Linked DNA regions of Mus musculus: all the other regions are linked to region 1. A link is a contact called in public Hi-C and HiChIP or PLAC-seq data. All regions are on one chromosome and are shown on one strand. The core of a region is the stretch at or near the end of the contact, and the rest is flanking DNA. Distances in the headings are between cores, read along the strand shown. Region 1 overlaps Gm40026 (a long non-coding RNA gene). Region 2 has its middle 16 kb from the start of Gm12295. Region 3 overlaps Myocd (myocardin). Region 4 has its middle 71 kb from the start of Gm12295. Region 5 holds the start of Myocd (myocardin).

What was found. A called contact is a pair of places that touch in the nucleus more often than the background predicts. HiChIP or PLAC-seq counts read pairs in DNA pulled down with a chosen protein or histone mark.
Region 2: an H3K27ac HiChIP or PLAC-seq map of heart atrium shows a contact between it and region 1, with 9 times the contacts expected there. The contact joins two enhancer-like sites. A contact is called at or near these places in 2 of 115 datasets of contacts at active chromatin or transcription factors (cardiomyocytes and heart atrium) and 1 of 9 other capture datasets (embryonic tail).
Region 3: a contact with region 1 is called in an H3K27ac HiChIP or PLAC-seq map of heart atrium, with 15 times the contacts expected there. The contact joins two enhancer-like sites. A contact is called at or near these places in 3 of 39 promoter capture datasets (the 3T3-L1 cell line, hippocampal neurons and liver), 4 of 15 datasets of contacts at CTCF or cohesin (the NIH/3T3 cell line, embryonic stem cells, hippocampal excitatory neurons and 1 more), 153 of 484 Hi-C or Micro-C datasets (the 3T3-L1 cell line, 3T3-L1-derived adipocytes, the AML12 cell line and 80 more), 11 of 115 datasets of contacts at active chromatin or transcription factors (the HL-1 cell line, PVALB interneurons, astrocytes and 8 more) and 2 of 9 other capture datasets (embryonic tail and embryonic trunk).
Region 4: an H3K27ac HiChIP or PLAC-seq map of heart atrium shows a contact between it and region 1, with 6 read pairs. The contact joins two enhancer-like sites. A contact is called at or near these places in 8 of 484 Hi-C or Micro-C datasets (the HL-1 cell line, cardiomyocytes, cerebral cortex and 2 more) and 2 of 115 datasets of contacts at active chromatin or transcription factors (cardiomyocytes and heart atrium).
Region 5: a Hi-C map of tail fibroblasts shows a contact between it and region 1, with 6 times the contacts expected there. The contact joins the promoter of Myocd here to the enhancer-like site in region 1. A contact is called at or near these places in 11 of 39 promoter capture datasets (the 3T3-L1 cell line, embryonic stem cells, frontonasal cranial neural crest and 5 more), 1 of 15 datasets of contacts at CTCF or cohesin (hippocampal excitatory neurons), 65 of 484 Hi-C or Micro-C datasets (the 3T3-L1 cell line, 3T3-L1-derived adipocytes, the AML12 cell line and 35 more), 9 of 115 datasets of contacts at active chromatin or transcription factors (astrocytes, cardiomyocytes, embryonic basal ganglia and 6 more) and 2 of 9 other capture datasets (embryonic trunk and pancreatic islet).

What each region holds. Positions count from the first base shown.
Region 1 is chr11:65,666,250-65,668,949 of GRCm38.p6, forward strand. The region is part of intron 2 of Gm40026 (a long non-coding RNA gene); the gene reads left to right. Among named protein-coding and RNA genes, the nearest start is that of Gm30786, 7.2 kb to the left of the region's middle. Within about 2 kb of position 1,387, at least 7 of the 459 cell types and tissues checked have an H3K27ac peak or open chromatin away from gene starts, as enhancers often do. A contact at or near this core is called in heart atrium and tail fibroblasts, where this site is marked.
Region 2 is chr11:65,302,564-65,305,299 of GRCm38.p6, forward strand. No RefSeq gene overlaps it. Among named protein-coding and RNA genes, the nearest start is that of Gm12295, 16 kb to the left of the region's middle. Within about 2 kb of position 1,413, at least 15 of the 459 cell types and tissues checked have an H3K27ac peak or open chromatin away from gene starts, as enhancers often do. A contact at or near this core is called in heart atrium, where this site is marked.
Region 3 is chr11:65,203,976-65,206,675 of GRCm38.p6, forward strand. Myocd (myocardin) reads right to left here. Exons shown (of 13, transcript NM_146386.3): 6 at 284-447. Among named protein-coding and RNA genes, the nearest start is that of Arhgap44, 42 kb to the left of the region's middle. Within about 2 kb of position 1,251, at least 7 of the 459 cell types and tissues checked have an H3K27ac peak or open chromatin away from gene starts, as enhancers often do. A contact at or near this core is called in heart atrium, where this site is marked.
Region 4 is chr11:65,357,698-65,360,397 of GRCm38.p6, forward strand. No RefSeq gene overlaps it. Among named protein-coding and RNA genes, the nearest start is that of Gm12295, 71 kb to the left of the region's middle. Within about 2 kb of position 1,389, at least 4 of the 459 cell types and tissues checked have an H3K27ac peak or open chromatin away from gene starts, as enhancers often do. A contact at or near this core is called in heart atrium, where this site is marked.
Region 5 is chr11:65,268,735-65,271,434 of GRCm38.p6, forward strand. It overlaps Myocd (myocardin), which reads right to left and starts at 1,255. Exons shown (of 13, transcript NM_146386.3): 1 at 910-1,255. The coding sequence starts at 964. Gm30586 (a long non-coding RNA gene) reads left to right here and starts at 1,191. Exons shown (of 3, transcript XR_001780238.2): 1 at 1,191-1,529.

The DNA of each region.
Region 1 (2,700 bases), core at 137-2,636:
ACTTATGAGTATGTACTGCTCTTCCAGACCTGAGTTCTATTCCCAGCACCCATGTTGGGTGGCTCACAACTGCCTGTAACTCCAGAGTTATGGATCCACTGTCCTATCCTGGCCTGGGGGAGGGGGAGATCTACACTGCTGTGTACATATCCACACACATACTCGAAAATAAAATAAATATTAAAAAAAAAAAACAACAACAGAAGCCGTGATGACCAGGTCCAGTATCTTACAAGGGCAAACTGAGTAGAAAGAAAAGAGGCAGTAAGATTATGAGTTCAAGGTTAGTCTCAAATAAATAGCAAAATATTGTCTCAAAATAAGAAGGAGGAGGGAGAGGAAGAGGAAGAAGAGGAGGAGGAGGAAGAGAAACTAGTTATGGGTCAGATAGGTACAGCTAGACAAGGAATAATAATTTTAATTAAAAACTTAAATAAAACATGATTTTAAAAAGTAATTACAATCATCAGAAATATGTATGACCAACAGGTATTTGATAAAGTTGGGAAAGAATCTGATGGGGAGATGAGAGTCTTTTTAATCATTGCTAATCGAACAAGCAAATACCCACACACAAATCAATTCATAACAGACCACACAGCTAAAGGTAAAAACTAAAATTAGGAAACTTTATCCCAAAACTTTTTGGTTTGTCCCTCTTTCAGTCAACCCCACCCTTACAGCCAGACAACCAAGGATCTGTCACAGCAATTTAGTTTTCATTCTGACTTGTTTTAGAATGTTACATAAAACAATAGCACACATTTATTCTTTTACTTCGGGCTTCTTTCGCTTAGCACCAGGCCTTTGAGATCCATCGGTGACCTCTGTTGCCTAGTTGTATTCCGGCTGTGAATGGAATGTTAGGCTGATGAACTTGAGCTCACTGTAAACTTGGACCCCCTTGAGAAAGGCTGTGAACATTGGAACCCAGGCCTTCAGTTAGGTGAAAATACCTGTTCAGGAGAAAGGCAAGTGCTTAACTTCATAAAGACCTGGCCAGCTGTTTCCCAAAGGAATCTATGATTTCACACCCTGAGCCAAACCAGAAAGAAGTACGGTGATAAGAGACCCATGAGCTAGCTAGTTCTAGATATGCAATACACAAAATCTGAAGAAACATATATTTTGATACCAAACAAAAGAACAATCTTCAGCTAGTTCCTGGCAGAGGAAGAACTGGCACAGAGAGAGTTTAGTGCCCATGGGCAGAGCCCTAACTCGTTGGCATCATTCCAAGCCATCTTCCAGGCAGGAGATGATTATTTTCTTCCGTTGCAAGTTCACATTCCTCCCTCGTGCTCCCAGCCTCCGATAGAGAGTGGCAAATATTTAGGAGAGGGAAGGCTAGAGACCATTCTGTACTTGGACCAAGGCCCCCAACCTCAAGTGTTTCCATTTTTATGTGCATACTTGATTCATACTGCCGTCATTTATTTAACTTTGTCAGCCTGGGGATTGGTCATAAGGAAATGCAGCATTTCCATAAAATGCTGGAGATCCAACTAGTGAGCATGGGGCCTAGGAGAGGAGGGCTGCCTGCAATTACTGCATGGTTCCTGTCAGCCTCATGGCCACACAGACCCCAGGTATACAGAGCCCAATCAACAGAGGAACGAGGGTAAAACTGGTTTGTTTGTTTTTTTCCTCTTCTACTATCTGAATTTTTTTTAATTAGATATTTTCTTTATTTACATTTCAAATGTTATCCCCTTCCTAGTTTCCCCTCCAAAAATCCCCTATCCCCTCCCCCTTCCCACTGCTCCCCAACCCACCCACTCCCACTTCCTGGCCCTTGCATCCCCCTATACTGGGGCATAGAACCTTCACAGGACCAAGGACCTCTCCTCCCATTGATGATCGACTAGGCCACCCTCTACTACATATGCAGCTAGAGACACAAGTCCCACTATGTGTTTTCTTTGATTGGTGGTTTAGACCCAGGGAGCTTTGGGGATACTGAGGGTAACACTGTTAAGGGGATGATCTGAAGGTCTAGTGTGCTATTCCCCACACTTAGTGATTAAGGGGCCAGTTGAACAAAGGGTTTCAAGGACAAGTTTAGGCTCCCAGAGTCTGGAGCAAGTGTCTCTGAGCTACATCCTCCAGAACCCAAAGTTCCTGATGAAGTGAAGCCCAGATGCTCTTGGCTACAAGGGAGTCATGCAGCATCAACCTAGCCCCTCTTCCTCCTATGAAAGCAACCCTGCTTCTGAGTGTCTCGTAGATGGGCAGCTGTCTGCATCTGTAAGCTCCAGTGAGTGAATCTGGTCAGCCGCAAGTTACAAATCTTAAGGCCAAGCATGGTCGGATGCACCTGCAATTCCAGATGTTGATGCAATAGGATCACACACATTCCCCCAGACACTGTCTCAAAATAAAATTTAAAAGGTCTGTGGAGGACTGCCTAGAATCCATAGAGTCCTGGATTCAGGTCTCTTCACTACAAACATTTACAGAGAAAACTATATGGTCTCTATATCCAAATACATGCTTATTTCCTTGCCCTTGTTGCATAAATAATAGCAGCTGTATACACAGCATTGCATAATGCTGGGGGTTATGAGACAGCTAGAGGGGATTTCAAGTCTATGGAAAATTGCATGGGTTATATGCAGATACTGCACACAGGGAACTTGAGCATCTGCAGAGTATGGCATCCTGGAGTGAAGGGGCTCCAAATCTTCTGAGGACACTAAA
Region 2 (2,736 bases), core at 163-2,662, 360 kb before region 1:
ATCTAGAGCCAGCTGAAGAACTGTAAAATAGCTTCCTGCCCTGCCTACAGTTTCTTTCTAAGGTGACTCTGAAAATATTTTCAGGGTCTCCCTTTTAAAACCTAACACAGGCAGCTCCTCTTCTCTGCAAGGGTTCTCCTGCCTTGCAGTTCAGGCTGTCTTTGGAACTTCCTTCAGTACGTATCTTTGGAGAGTACTTCTGAGTGAGGTTTCTGGGACAGCCGGTGAAGAAGGAAGGCACCCTCTCATTCTTATAGAATGTTTTAGTTGACAGAATTTATACACATGGTATTTTGAAACACTTGCATGTGTCCAATGGCTTAATTCCTCTCACAGCATGCACTGATTTCTGTGGAGAGAGGACTGTGGGCCTACACTCAGTAATCTTAGGTACAATGCGCCATTGTCTGTATTGTGTACCACGAATCTCTTGAACTTTTTCTTCTCTCTCCTCTCACAGACATCTCTCCAAATCTCTTAGCCCTGCTTCCACCATCCCTTCTGTTTTGATGAATCTGCCATCTTTAGATCCCATGTAGCCATGAGCACATTGCACAATTTATTTTAGCAGGTCAGGATGACTTCACGAAACTGCTGTCCTCAGGTTCATCCCATGGCTGCAAATGAAAGAATTTCTTTCTCTCTCATGGCTGAACTTCGTTTTTATAGAGATTCAGTTCAGGGGACTGGGTGAATCAGGGGCCCAGGCATATCACATCACAGTCAATCTGTCAAGACCTGTTTGGGAAAACCCAGACAACAGACGAGCTTAAGGCCTAGATAGGGGGAAACTTTAAAAAGTATAAACTCTGTTTGTTTCACAACTCGTATTTATTTGTGTGTAGCCATGCACACGCACTGTGACATGCTGGTGCAGGTCAGAGGACAACTTGCTGGTTCTCCACTCTGTGGGTCCTGAGAATTAAATTCAGCTCATTAGTTATGGCAGTCAGTGCTCTGACTCCCTGGGCCATCTTGCTTGCCCTCTATCCCATAACTTCTAATGAGTAAAAATTAATAAAGGGAGTTTTGATGCAAGAAATAAAAAACAAATCTCAGTTAGTCATCCCAGCCAACAGGTCTGTTTCTGTGTTTTATCTCTACCCATCTATTTTTTTTCCCATTCATTTCAGCAATACTCACGCACAGTAGGCACTTTCCACACTATGCAGGGTGTGGATACAAGGGGTCTTCCATATGTATTGAGTTAGGGCCATTTGTCCCTCAATCTCCTTTCATGCATTTCAGGTCCCTCTTAAGCCACAGAGCATAGGGCCCACTTAAGATGCCATCTAGCTAGCTGCCATTTGGTCTCACCAGATGCTCTGTCCCTGGTTGACATTGTTCAGCAGCTCTCATGCCTGTGTCACTTCCCCTGAGAAACAGGAGAGATAAGGCAGGCTCTCGTGTATTTGCTTGGCTCTGAGCGGACTGTACAGCACCATTTGGGAACCCTCTTCTCTTATCACTGTCAAGGGTGTCAGCTGTCCAGAAAACTGCGAGCAGAAAATAACATTGAGATAGGCTAAATGCACAGGGCCACCATGAACCCTGTTAGAGGGGGTGGGGGGGAGGGTGCAGCACCCTCTGCTGTCACAGAGTAGGCAGAAATTCACCCTGTTCTGCACTTTCTCTTGAGTGTTGTCATTGCAAAGCCAGAAGGACCCACATTCTGAATACACACTTAGAGAGCTCAGCTCCTGTCCCTTATTGCTCATAAAGGAGATGGATCTCGTTTTGTGCTAATGAGCACCAGAAAGGGGCAGCAATGCATATTTTGGGAACCTTGTGTCCCTCATACATTCCTTGAGGCCCTGGCTTGAGAAAGGAGTCCTCCTCAAGGTCACTCCTTTGAAGGTCATATGTACATCTTTGTTTGCAACTCCACTTCCTGGACTGTTGGCACCTATAGAATTTTTTCTTTTTTTTTGGAAGTTTCTTCCTCTATATCTTGGCAGGCTCTGTCCCCAGTTCCATTCCGCAGGGTCTTCTTGACACTTTTATTTATTGCTGCCCACCCTTACAACCCTACGAATTCCTGCCGTCCAGTGTGGTCCACACTGCACCTGCATGCTGCTAAGCACTGAGCATGTCCAGTGCTGTGCAAACAAGGGAGTCAAATATGAAAAGTTTTGAACTGCAGTTCGTACAAATGTCAAGACCACAGCATTGTCCTGTGGAGGGATTTGCTTGATCATTTCACAGATCTTTGACTATTTAACACTCAAACTCAGATATGCTGAAATTAAAATTTTACTCTTTAAAGTGATTGTGTGTGTGTGTGTATTCGAATGTGTGTGTTTGAGTGAACCCTGGCTATCCTCCCATCTCTGTCTTCCTAATGCTTAGATTGACAAAAACACCCACACATCACCACGTCCAGATTTTTATGTGGTGCAGGGGTCAAGTCAGGGCCTTCATGCTTACATAATGACACTTAACTGACTGAGCTATCTTACCATCTGTCTTAGTCAGGGTTTCTATTCCTGTACAAAACATCATGGGCAAGAAGCAAGTTGGGGAGGAAAGGGTTTATTCAGCTTACACTTCCACATTGCTGTTCATCACCAAAGGAAGTCGGGACAGGAAGTCACACAGGGCAGGAACTTGGAGGCAGGAGTGGATACAGAAGCCATGAAGGATTGTTGCTTACTGGATTGTTTCACCTGGCTTGCTCAGATTGCTTTCTTATAGAACCCAGGACTACCAGCCCAGGGATGCCACCACCTACAATGG
Region 3 (2,700 bases), core at 1-2,500, 460 kb before region 1:
GGAGTTTTCAATGTTTCTAAGACCCACAAGTCCCTGCGCTGAATAGGTTGAGAAGAGACAACAAGAAACTACATCACCAGGTAAGCTGCTGCTGGTGGCATACACTGTAAACCCATCACTCAGCCTGAGCCAAGGGTTGAGCTTGAGACCAGGCTATTCTATATAGTGAGACACTGTCTCACGGTAAAACCAGCAGCAGACAGAGTGAGGGGCTGGAAGCAACACCAGCTACAGCAGTAACAATGTGAAATGTAAGACGGTCAGGCAGGCCAGTCTGTTTTACCTGGATTGTGTCCAGAGGAGCCTCAGTGGATTTGATGTCTGGGGTGGATCCTGTAGAGCCCTGGGGGTCCTCGCTCCTAGCCTGATCTGGAGAGAGCCCATCTCTACTGCTGTCATCCTCAAAGGCGAATGCATCTGCTGCCTTGGAGAGGCTCACCTCAGTACCTGAGTGAGAGAAAACCAAGGTGGAATCAATGACTTGGAGCGTCCCAGTGCTGTTCAGAAATGCTGCTAAGTGAAGTGTCGCCCCTATGCTAGAACACGCATTTTGCTCCCCCAGTGCAGCACAAGTTCAGGGAAGAGTGAAAATATATTTTAAACGATCAAATTTTCTACACAAGAACTTCAAAGCGCATCATCATTCACTAAACTTTATTTCCAGGCTGAGTCATTTCTCAGCGCTTTCTATGGAACCTGTGTCCTTTTGAAAATAAATCAGGAAAAGGGAAAGGAATGGACGTGCTGTGAAGCCACGGGAAGATAATGCAGAGTGACTGCCCCTCTCCTTTGGGCTTTCCAGCATGAGAGAGAATCAACATGACAGACTGCCAGTTGCTTCATCTTCAAAGATAAAGCAGGGCACATGGCACAAAATGTTTAGCAGACTTCGCTAATACGGAGAAGGGAGGCCAGCTACTAAGTTTAAATTCCTAGATGTCAGATTTCGCTAACGTCACCGGTGTTCACGTCCGAGTGGCCACTCAACCAAAGCGTCGCTAATTAGAAAAGCCAAAAAAAGGTATCTCGGAAACTTCAACCTGACCCTGATTTTCTCAGCACATGGATTATATTCTCATGTCTGATATCTTGTGTCTTTGTAAGTCCTTTCACAGTTCCCACCATCCCCCAGATGCTTCCTCTGTCCCCTGGGTGGTCTTCTAGGGCAGCAGAGACATTGTGCTGCAAATAGAGGCCATCAGATCAGATGGGGCTATAACGTTATCCTTACCCGCTTCTCACATTTAACACCACCCATTCCCCCCGTCTAGTTTATTGTCCAAGACAATACATAATGTGCCAAAGCCACAGAGCTCTCCTGACCCCATTCTAAGCACAGCCCTTTCAAAGGAATTTCAACATTATCGGGAGCCTTTCCAGCCCCCCATTCTGCAATCACACTCACAAGAACTTTTGACTCTTACTAGGTACAGATAACAGACAGGAGCTCTCACCGTGGCCATGGCGAAGGCTGTGAGGAGTTGGGAGAAATGGAACAAATGTGGTTTGGGGCTTGTCATCGCCCCCACTGCTGGCATGTGTCACAGCCTCTCATGTGGACATCCAAGTGTCAAATCAGGAAAGAGGCCAGGCAAGGACACAGCAAGTGGAAACTTCAGTGATTAGCTCAATGGAAAGCCTGCTAACCAGCTTAGATGCTGGGACATCTGCTCTATGGGTCAATGTGTAGAAGTCATTATTGCTGTTATAACTATCAAAGAGGAAGTTCGTGATAAAAATTTATGTAGCATAAAAATACCTAATGTACATATTTCACCTCACAGTGGAAGTCAGTGGTCTCTTTTAGATTTAACTATATGGATTCAGAAAGATAAATGCAAAATGAAGTTTTAAATAGATTGGACTGGGTATAGCATACTAATCAAGAGTTGGGGGTATAGCTCAGTGATAGTGCTGGCCTAGTATGTAGAAAGCCATGGGTTCAATTCCCAACACTGAAAATCATATTTTACTCCATCCCTCTCCCCTCCCCCCATGACTATCCTCATTTAAAAAAATAATTGTATAGTGTTCCATTGTATTAGTGGGAACACTTAAAATTAATACTTGTACTTTGAGGTATATGTGTATATGTGCATGCTAGGAATTGGAGATTAAATCTGGGTAGGGTCTTTGTGCATGCTAGGAAATTGTTCTACCATTAAACAATAACCCCAACCCATTCTTACACATTTTAGCACACACACACAAAATATCCGGTGCCAAATGGTTGTCCCTGGAAACATATACACAGACTACCACAGACAGCAGATTCTATGTGTATACATATTTGAATACAGTTAGTGAAAAAAGAGGTCATGGATTTGAAGGAGGCTGGGGAAGGGTTTGGAGGGAGGAAAAGGAAGAAAGAAATATAATTAAATGTCCTCAAAAATAAAATAAAAATAGGAAATGTTAAAAAAGTGCAGAGAATTACAGAAACCATTTATTAACCTAAATAAGTAAGCATTAGTAGTTTTTCATCATTGTGTCAGAAAACTGTTTTCCTTCGGTTAGAAAAACTCACTGGATAGGGGCCAACCTTTTCACTGAAACCCAGTGTCTCTCTTCTATCTCTTAGACTCTTCTCCCAAACACCCCCCTCCCCCATTCAGGAATCTGGAGTTAGTTCATACACTGTTTTCAGAACAATCTAAGCTCTGCGGTCTCTGCGAGTCAGGTTCCTACATCAAGTCTGAC
Region 4 (2,700 bases), core at 139-2,638, 310 kb before region 1:
GTCCATGTACGCAATGCACCCATATATTAATAAGTAAGTTGAGAATAACAATTAATTAATTAGTGATAAATTAATAAATGAGTAAAATTAATAACCAATAAGTAACAACAGAAGTATATGATGAAATAAAAATAAAAAAGATAAAATAATAGAAAGAAAATGATAAATATAAACAATAAAGAATAAATGTAAATGATAAAATAAAAAACATAATAAAATAATAACAATAAACAATAATAGAAGAATAATAGTAAATTATTACAATAATAAATAAAAAATAAATAATGGGTGAATGAATAATTAAAATTAACAGGACATGGTGATGTCATGGTGATGGAGAAAAATTATTTGACAAGACTCCTCATTCACCTGTGATGTAACTCTCAGCAAACTAGAAATGGAAGATGCATCATCAATGTGATGTGACAAGAACATCTAAAAACACCCGGGCAGGGAGCATCACAATGGGGTGGGAAGACATCCCATTGCTCCCCTACAAACCCCAAACACACAAAATGAGCTCTCCTATTCTCATACTCCGTCAGATTCCACGCCCCAGCCAGTGCAACAGAAACCACCGCAGGAGAAAGCCGTGTGCAAGCTCTGAAGATTTTTCTCTTGTGGAAGGAAATCTCACAAGGTGGTCTTTATGCAGAAGAACGTGATGCAGTGACAAGGACAGCAAGTTTTCAGAGACATAGCACAATAAAATGCCATGTCATGAAGGGTCCATGCCTTTAATGCCAGCACAGCACTTGGGAGGCAGAGGCAGAGAGGCAGAGAGGCAGAGAGGCAGAGAGGCAGAGAGGCAGAGAGGCAGAGAGGCAGAGAGGCAGAGAGGCAGAGAGGCAGAGAGGCAGAGAGGCAGAGAGGCAGAGAGGCAGAGAGGCAGAGAGGCAGAGAGGCAGAGAGGCAGAGAGGCAGAGAGAGAGGCAGAGGCAGGTGTATCTCTGAGTTTAAGGCTAGCCTGGTCTACAGAGTGAGTTCCAGGATAGCCAGGGCTACACAGAGAAACCCCGTCTCAAACCACTCCTTCCCCCAAAAAAACATAAACAGAAAAAGCAATAAAAACCCTTATTTTATTTTTAGTCAGTATAAAGAAAGAAGAAAAGGGTTCAGCTCTTTTGGTTAGGCTTGATGGACAAAGTGCTTAGTGTGGCTTGGAGCTTACATTTTTATACTTTGCCTAAATCTTTTAAAGTGCCACGCCATGGCAACAGCAGTGTTGTGCCTTTTTCTGTTTGAGTAAACGTAAAAGTTCTATTTTTGACAGGAAAACAAAGATGAAGTGCAAAGCCACGCTTATCTGCAGCTCGCCTCTAAGTGTGTTCGGAGGATGCTCAGCGTTGGCACGGAAGCTGGCGGATCTGGAGGCTGAGATCTTGTTCTTTTTCTGGATGGAATTCTGGCCCCTTTGATGACTGTGTAACCTTGGACAAGTTTCCTGACCTCTCTGCCTTGCAGTTTCCAAAGCAGAAACTGCAATCAGCATCCTGCCACAGATCAGACCTACTACGGCATCAAAGCAGATCAGACCTATTGCAGCACACAGGTTGCCAGAGCAACAGAAGAGAGAGCTGAGGTGACAGGCTGAGAAGTCCAACATAGGCAGGGTAATAAATCTTAGTAGTCACTAATGGTCATGTGCTGAGACACCACCGAATCCAGAGACATGACCCCCAGAGAGAGACTGGGGAACATAATCAAAAATTATATTTTGAAAATCCATAGTTGAGCCAGTAAGGTGGCTCTATATGTAAAGGTGCTTCTGACACAACCCTGGTGACCTGATTTTGATTCTTGGAATCCAAAGGACACTCCACGTCGTTGACCTCTGATCTCTACATGTGTGCCATGGTGCACAAAACTACGTACACATTGTGTGCAGCACACAATAATAAACAAACAAACAAACAAACAATCAAACAAAAGGAGATTCATAGTCATGTTAGGCCAGTACGTATGCTATTTCCTGCTCATAGGACTATATCAATAGGAAAAAGAAGTATAGATAGATGTAGAGAATACAGATTTCTAGTGACAGCAAGCACAAGCTGTAAGAGGGCTGCTATAACTCTCAAACCCACACCTTCCACCTCCCTAAAGGCGGATAGCCTTTCTGTGGCAGGATGCTGATTGCAGGCACTGATGGTCAACTTCCCTAGGAACAAAAGTTCGATAATACGGAGTCTGAGAACCAAGAAAACATTTTATAAACCCTCTAGATTATAAAAAAAAAAAGAAAGAAAAAACCACTGCCCCTAGACCTCACAGAATAGATAATAAGCAGTTTGAGTTGTTTGATGGGCTAAACCCCTTCGTGAAAGCATTGGACAATGAGATTTCTCTTGTTCTTTTAAGGCAATGACCTTACAAACTTTTTGTTTCCGTCAGTCAAAATGTATATTCTTAGAAATTGCCTCCACATTTGAAGGTTTGGTCTATAGATCGTGGTGCTTTCCAGGGAAGGTCAGTTAGTGGGCCTTGCTGAGGTCTGTCACGGGGACCAGTTTCGAGAACTAGAAGGCCTTACCCACCTCCAGTTTGCTCTCTCTGCTTTGTGCCTGGAGCAGAAGATGTGAGCTTTCAACTCCTGCTCAAGTCTCCATTCCCACCCACGGCCTTATCTCCCCACCTATGGATACCTCTGGAGCTGTAAGAGCCAATAAGCCATTCCTCTGGTGAATCACTGTGGCTATT
Region 5 (2,700 bases), core at 5-2,504, 400 kb before region 1:
GTGCACAATTTCTGAGCCACTCATTTCAAGACAAACAGTTGAGTAGCTCCTTCAGAAGGACCAAGGGAATTGACAGAGTGAGTGGCACCAGCATCAGCCAGCACCTGTTACATGGAAGGCTCACACCAGAGCTATCCACCAAAATGTTCGTTCTTAGAAGGTGCCCTGCCATCATTGAATGGCCCTGTTACCACTGTTATAAAAGCAAGAATGGGCAAAGCTAGGTAGCCCTTCCAGGATGCGAACGAGGGAACACAATCCTGCGTCTTCTGTAGGCCCCCACGTACCCTTTCCTTATACTCACCTCTCCTGAGTGTCCCTCCAGAAGTTTCTCTGTGTGCCACTAACACAACAATTTTAGGGAAAATTGTCCATTTATAAATATCAGATGGTTTGGGAAAAAATATTTGTGGCGCTGGTTTTTTTCCCCCATGGTGATGTCATTTAAAAATTCTTGGTGTGCTCCAAATTCGCTATTTTTACTTCCTCCAAGTGACTTTTTTGGGAAATACATTTGTTTGGATTAGCTACATGTTAAGTGACCCCTAGACGTCTCACAGTCCTAGGCACATTGTCTCAGCGGTTGTAACTGATAACGCGCCCACTCTATAACTTCAGATCCTGGAGTTGCCCATTTCAACACAGTTCCTTTTGGGTCGTCCCCTTAAAAATGTCTATTTACCGATAAAGGAAAATATAGTAAAATAAAGTAAAACATTGGATTATTCGTAAACAAAACTCAAACTTAACACAGGTCAAAGGGAAGACATTTGAAGGCATTCAGTCAAACACAGTGTTCATTTTGGGGAAACAGAGGGAAGGCCGCCACCTCAGGCCCGAAGCATTCATTGTAAAGCAGTTGAGTGGTAGAGATGAAAAGTTTAAGGAGTGCTGAACGCCTTACTCTACCTGATCGGAACTTCCTTCTAATCAGCAAAGAGTGTTCAGACCCCAGGAGTGTCATGGTGAGTCTCAGCAAGCCGCTGGTCGTTGGCCAGGCGCCCCGCTTTCCACCAGAAACTGGCTCCCGGGAGCCCAGAGGACAGCAGCTAACAACCCAGAATTCATCCAACTCTTGGGGAGCTCCCTTGGGTAGGAGGACGCACAGTGGCCGCCAGTGTCCCCAGAAAACTGGCGCCTCCCCCCTCGCCGCTCGCGAGGCTAATTAACTCCCAGCAGGCAGGACCCTCCTCCTCTGAGGGTGGCCGGGAACAGCCGCATCCTAGGCGTTCCTGGCTGATGTCATAGGCTGCCAGCGGTCGCGGAGTACCGCCACCACGCCTTTATGAAGGTCCCAAGTTTGCTATCTGATCCTCTTTACTACTGACAGGAGATCAGCCAATCAGGAGCGGTGAGCGGGGCCTGGGGACCAGACGCGGCCCCAGGAGTCTTAACAGCCGGCTCTTAACTCTTTGCAGAATAGTGCGCCAAGGCTGCTTGCCCAGGCGGGAGTCTCTGCACTGGCACCCCTAAATCGGATGCCCGAAGGCTGCAGGCGGCGCCCGGCGTGCAGGTGGCGCCTGGCGACGGTAGGAGTGTATCTGCTTGTCCTAGGTGTGCATGTCCCTGGTGTCCCCAGCTTACTGCAGGGCTCTGGAAGGTACATCTCCAGAACGCGCTGGAGCCTGGGCCAAGAAGCTGGGTTGGCTTGCAACTCCCGGGAGCACCCGCTTCCCCTCTGTATCCGAGCGGTGGTGCTTCAGGAGACCGATGCCTGGAGCAGCTACTGAGCGGCTGAAGAAGTGGCAGAAAGTCTTTCCCTGTGGTTGGATGTTCTCTTTGGATTCACAAAAAGTTTGTGTCTGGGGACTGAGCCCAGAGTGCGATTGGTGCAAAAGTTGAGCGTACTATTGAGCACTCAACAGGGTAGGATTCGGTGGCCTGGGCAAGCCAGATCGGAAAAGTGCAGAGGTTTTTCACGTCCCTTTCATAGTGGGAAAGGGACCCAAAGAGGCGCTGAGGATGCGCGTCTCTGGGGTGCCTGGGGTGACAGGGTCCCACGTGCATCATTAAGTACAACACATGTTCTAAGACAAAGATTTAGATAGTTGGAAAAAAAACATTGAACTGCATACATACAACACACAATTTGCCACTATTTGCAACTTTATATGCACGTGAGCTCCCAGATACAATTCTTTACATCTCCCCTTTTGTCTCAAAGCTGTGAATTCTTGAAGAGAATGACAATGACAGGTGGAGGCCTAATGTAACAATATCTGTTAGGGACTAATCTCTGCCCTGATCCGGGGTCTTCTGCCTCTATCAACTGTTGCTGAAGACACCCTAGGGTGCCCAGACCTTCCTTTTTCCCATTCTCTGGGTTGCACCAATGCACTTGAATCTTGGAATTCGTTTTCTGAGATAGGTAATGCTCCTCCTCACTAAATCAGAGAGGAGGTGGAGCCCTGCTACTCAACTTCCTCTTGTGAATAGGGTTGGGCAGTACGAGCCTACAACAGGCTGCCTCCTGTGGTAGCCTGGCAGTGGTTGTGCATTCCACAAGCAGTGCTGAACTGGGCTGTTCCTGTGGGAACAGATCACAGCCGCTTTAATGGCTTACATCAATCCCGATTCATTACCTTGCAGGTTTGAAGGCTGGGAGTCAGAAACTGGTCTCACTGAGTTAAAAAAAAAAAATCAAGGTGTTGGCAGAACTGTGTTCCCTTCTGGAAGCTCATGAAGAGACTCCATTTCCTT